2 separate regions of the Danio rerio genome follow, and region 2 is linked to region 1. Evidence: chromatin contacts called from public Micro-C data. All regions are on one chromosome and are shown on one strand. The core of a region is the stretch at or near the end of the contact, and the rest is flanking DNA. Distances in the headings are between cores, read along the strand shown. Region 1 holds the start of atl1 (atlastin GTPase 1). Region 2 holds the start of tmx1 (thioredoxin-related transmembrane protein 1).

Evidence for each region. A called contact is a pair of places that touch in the nucleus more often than the background predicts.
Region 2: a contact with region 1 is called in a Micro-C map of caudal fin, with 5 times the contacts expected there. The contact joins the promoter of tmx1 here to the promoter of atl1 in region 1. A contact is called at or near these places in 2 of 18 Hi-C or Micro-C datasets (caudal fin and hematopoietic stem cells).

The regions. Positions count from the first base shown.
Region 1 is chr13:40,229,600-40,232,353 of GRCz12tu, forward strand. It overlaps atl1 (atlastin GTPase 1), which reads left to right and starts at 1,334. Exons shown (of 13, transcript NM_001145700.1): 1 at 1,334-1,491. The coding sequence starts at 1,458.
Region 2 is chr13:40,388,634-40,391,595 of GRCz12tu, forward strand. tmx1 (thioredoxin-related transmembrane protein 1) reads left to right here and starts at 1,402. Exons shown (of 8, transcript NM_001115133.1): 1 at 1,402-1,601. The coding sequence starts at 1,429.

The sequences.
Region 1 (2,754 bases), core at 84-2,583:
TTAAACTGATATCATTGCAGAAGCAGAGGTTTTTATTCTGTATCTAAGGTTTGGAATATTGTTTTTGCTATCGCGGGTTGTTGTATGTTAACATTCGTAAATACTACAAAAACAATTCATAATTTTGTTGGAAGGTAGAGCTTGTTTGTTAAGAAAATGTAAGCATTGTGGAAATGTGTTCACTGACTGCATATTGGGTGAAAACGACATGAAATGTGTGAATGGTATGGCCACAAAAGACTGTGGCTGTGCTTTTTGTGTTTAGAGTTTTGAAAATGTGACAACTTGGAAAAACACCTGTTAGCGACTGAAAAACTGTCATTTAATAATTTTTATTTTAATATAATTATCACAATAGTGAACTCATGGGAGAAGGTCATGAAGTAAAAAATTAATATCATAAATTATTTTTGTAAGTTGTAATACAAACTCTTGTATACAGTGCCAATGCAGAACAGACACAGAAATTAACGTTTTGTCCAGTTTATTTTTCCCTATTTAAAATTATACACCTTAAAAGATTTATTTATTTTTATTATAGAACAGATGTTTTCTAATTGGCCATCAAAGGAGTAATGGGGATACTTGAAGAAATATACATGTAAAATATGTTTAAAATAATCTAGAATCAATCTAATTAAAAAAAATAAAAAATTATAATTTAAATGAGTGTTTAGGGAGCGCCGGGAAATAGTGGAAAGTATAAACCATATCATAAATATAATATACTCTATACATTTATACTACACAGTATGCATTAACATAATATATAATGTAAAGAATATTATACAATATTAATTACAAATATAAATGTAATCAAGTAAGAAAATAAACCAGACATTGCATTATAATAAACAAAAAATACATTAATGAACAAAAAATACATCAAAATGTATTAAAATAATGTAGTGCTTAGAATAATAAACAATTAATGCAAAAATATAAAGTTTAACAAGATTAGAATGAATTAACAAGAAAGAATTAAAATAAATAAATAAAAACTGTAATAAACTGCATTTAGATAAATTATTCAAATAAATATGTCTATAAATGTATAAATTAATAAATACAGATAACACAATGAGTAGTAAAAAATGTAATAATGTAATTCAATATACATGTCTTTTACATTTCAAAATGAGGCTTTAACAAAAGCAGCAACAACAAAATCATTCAATCAAGTAAAGGGTTAAAATATGAGAACTGTTTGTGCTTGACCAGTAAGAGGCATTGCACTGTCTCTAAGCCCCGCCCACTACAGTTAATTTATTACATTAGAAATGTTTACCATGCAGCCTCTCACAGCGCCACCAGCGGTCTAAAAGCACGCTGCATGTTCGCTTCAGATGAGAATGAGCCTCCATCACTGGCAGCTGATTTCCAGCATCGCATTCGTCTCATGAACGCTGCTTAAATCCGACCCGACCCCGAATACTGACCAAAACAACCAGCGCGACATGGCACGGGACAAAAAGGACAGAGATAGCTGGGGTGAGTCCATATTTTAAACAATAAACCGACCGGCCGAGAGACACCCTGTGATACTGTGGGTTATTATTGTAAAATTCTGTGAAGATGCCTGTCACAACCTTTCTGTATTTTAAAGAACACACACATATAAATACACATATATTTTTTCATCATCTAAATCAGATGATTTGGTTCGGACCACAGCCCTGTTCCGCCCTGTGCGCGCGCGCGCGTTTGTGATGACAGCTATTTTAACGCTTTAATATCTATATTTAACAGCAACATGACATTTGCAGAATTGTTATGCCAGAGTTGGCTCGTTTTTTAATTCACACACTCATTTTACATGCACACCAGTCAATAATATGCTCAATTTTTGAATTATTCATCCCAGTCTTTATTTATATTGACATATAAGTTGCATTTATTAGACACTTTTCCTTCACTGCAGTGTTTCAAATAAGAAATGTGTGTGAAGTGAGTGTGTGCATGCCAGTGACCCACATAAGCAGAGCTCTGTGCATCTGCTACAGGCCTGTATGGAGATGCTGATTTATATAATATACAGTAGATGGTGGTCGTGTGAAGCTTACTGCTCCATACAGGCCTGACCAGGTGAATATGACATGATAGAGAGCAAGCGAGAGGAACGGGAGCTCTGCGAGGTCATTTGAATGTAAATAATTTACAGTGTTGGGATAGTATTGGTGTCGCTTTATTGAGGAGGACCAATGGCTGAAGTGTAAATGCAATGCTGTGAACAGCCTCGTCACATCCTTAAGATTTGCATGGGGCCCAATAATCAAAGTGATCAAATATGGTATGTGGGTTATTGACATATAGGCAGTAAAATGCTTTATGGTGTGTGTAAAACACCATTTTTGGAGAAATCTGATGTATGAGAAAATATAAGTAGCCACTAACTTTATCAGTTCTTTCACTGTGTTTTTTTAATAAATACATTTTTACTAAACTTTATTGTAAAAATGGTGCGACATAAAAAAAATTAAGAAAAAAAAAACTCTAAATGAGGCGACACGGTGGCTCAGGGGTTAGCACTGTCACCTATAAGCAGGATAGTCGCTGCTAGGCCAGTTGGCATTTGTTTGGAGTTTGCATGTTCTCTCTGTGTTGGCGTGGGTTTCCTCAGTGTGCTTTGTTGTCCCCTATGTCCAAAGACATGCACTATAGGTGAAATGGGAAGGCTAAATTGTCCGTAGTGAATGTGTGTGAATGAGTGTGCATGGATGTTTCCCAGTGACGGGTTGCAGCTGGGAGGGCATC
Region 2 (2,962 bases), core at 152-2,651, 160 kb after region 1:
AGAAAACGAATGAATGTTTAAATTGATACATTTACATTTTTACAACTTATTTGTTTATACTTTTGTTATATTAGGTGGTTCATCTCGCTGTGGCGACCTCTGATGAATAAAGGGACTAAGCTGAAATAAAATGTATGCAATTAAATTTGTGTATGCAATTTAAAATGGTGTATAAATAAACTATTTCTAATAACAGTAGAGAGAGAACATTATCTAGTCAGAAAAATTATTGCAAACAGTTGCACATTGTATTTTATTTTGTTATATTTTAATAATAGGCAACATGGTGGCGCAGTAGGTAGTGCTGTCACCTCACAGCAAGATCATTGGTTCTAGCCTCGGCTGGGTCAGTTGGTGTTTCTGTGTAAAGTTCTGTGTGGAGTGTGCTGCTGGAAGGGCATCCGCTGCGTAAAACATGTGCTGGATGAGTTGGCGGTTCATTTCGCTGTGGCATCCCCAGATTAATAAAGGGCCTAATCTGAAAAGAAAATGAATGAATGACTTATATTTTCCTTTTTATTATCTGTTTAATCCTCATGTTAGTCTTCCCCTCTTTCTTATTTGCGTACGTATCAAAATTCTAATTGTGTGTTTTGTTTTTTTCATATGTTTATATGTACTGTATAATCACTTAACGATTTTATTTATTGTTTTTGTATTCTGCAAAGAAATATACTCTTTATTATTGTTTTTTATTACTGTTTTATCCCAAAATGTTGATTGTTAAGTTAAATGTACAGTTTATTCAGATTTTTTAAAATTATTTTTATTGTTATAAATAAATAATGATATGATATATTGAATAACAATGTGATATATTTAATTATAAAGTGAAAATTTGAATAATAATCTGATATATTGAATAACAATAATATGATATGATATATATATATATATATATATATATATATATATATATATATATATATATATATATATATATATATATATATATATATATATATATATATATATATATCTTTTTATTTATTTTTACTACTACTACTGTAGGCTACTGTTAACTGTGTTTTGTATTATATATGTTCTCTTATTTTTATGTAAAATTTAGAACTGCTTTGACAATACATGTGTAACATTTGTCATGCCAATAAAGCAATTATTGAATTGAGAGAGAGAGAGAGAGAGAGAGAGAGAGAGAGAGAGAGAGAGCGCATATGCTGTAACATTTTTTGATGTAACATAATATAAATACAAAATGCTACACATAAAACCCCAGACAATAATCAAAAAGAAGTGTCTGTAATGAACGAAATGTGTGTTTATTTGTTTTATTGGATTAAACGTGTGTTTCAAAACAGCTTTCTAAAGCTTATGCGTCTTGACGTCAATTACGCGGCTCCGCCCATCGATTATACGTCACAGTGAAGGTGGAGGCGGAAGCGGAAGAGAATCGGCGGGTGCTGAAACATGGCGTGCGGAGATCCACGCAGAGTCAGGGGAATGACAGCCGGCGCGTGTGTGTTGTCTATTCTGGCAGCCTGTGTGGTCGCGCAGCCCGAAGCGCCCAAAGCCGGACAGTTAAGAGTCCTCACAGATGGAGACTGGCAGGAAGTCCTCACGGGGGAATGGATGATCGAGTTGTGAGTTATTAGACTTACTTCTGCATAAAGTCTGTGTGTGTTCGGTTTGTTGATCTGTTTAGGGTGATTAATCTGTTTACGGTCTGTGATGCATTGATCTATATCAATGTTTAGCTTCAGACTATTACATGATTCTGTCAGTGCAGTGATCTTGTAGTGAAGTCATGTTAGAGGAAGTTCTGTGGTTTTGAAGTGACCCTTGCGAAAATGAAAAGTGACAAACCTTCATCATGCTTTTATTTTAATAACAGTAACATTAAAGTAACCCTGGATTAAGGTGTGTTTGACATTTGTGTAGCTGTCGTTTAACTACAAATGACGTAAGTGTAGCGAAATCATGGTTCATTATAGAGGTAAAGTTGGTTTATGTTTGCACATTCGTTCAGTTCACGCTCCCTACATTGTTTACCATGGATAGAGGTAAAGTTGGTTTTATATTCACAAATTCGTTTATTTAGAAGTCCCTATATTGTTTACCATGTTACTTTGAATATTCGATCGGAATTAGCATGCAAGTATGACTCCTAAACAACATTAAAACTATCTAATTCACTGTTAACAGTGTTGTACTTTGATAGACATTGGCTGCTAATATGATTTACCTATTTAGAATTTGCAAAGTATACTTTAATTAAATTATATTATTAGGGAAAATGTCTGAATATCCAAATATAAAGCCAATTTTACCTCTATTTACCATGGTACTTTGAATTCTAGCTCTGAAATCACATATAAACATGACTTGTCAGTGGTTGGTCAGTTATTTAAAGTATAATAATAATGTTATTTGGTTTTATTTCTAATAAAGCCATAATTAAATTTCAGAACTTACCATGTCCTAAACGTATGAAACTGAAAAAAGCCCTTTACTCTTATTGAATTTCTTTAAATGAAAATGACAGTTGGCCGAAGCTTTTTGGGATGCACCAGTATCGGGTATCGGGTCGTTACTTAAAATACCCGTACTCGTAATGAGGTAAAGTTGGTTTTATATTCGCACATTCTTTCAGTGACATCTTGTGACACACTCCCTACATTGTTTACCATGTTACTTTGAATTCTAGCTCTGAAATCACATATAAACATGACTTCAAAACAACATTAGCACTTTATTTGGCTGTGAACGATGTTGTACTTTGATAGTCTTCTGCTGCTGCTTATATGACCTCTTCATTTAGAATTTGCAAATAATACTTTTAATATATATTATATTGTTAATGAGAAAGTCCTAATGTATGAATATAAAACCAGCTTTACCTGAGTGGTTAATTTGTCAAGTGGTTGGTCAGTTATTTAAACTACAATATCCATGTTTTTTGGTTTTATTTATATTAAAGCCACGATTAAATTTCATAACTTAT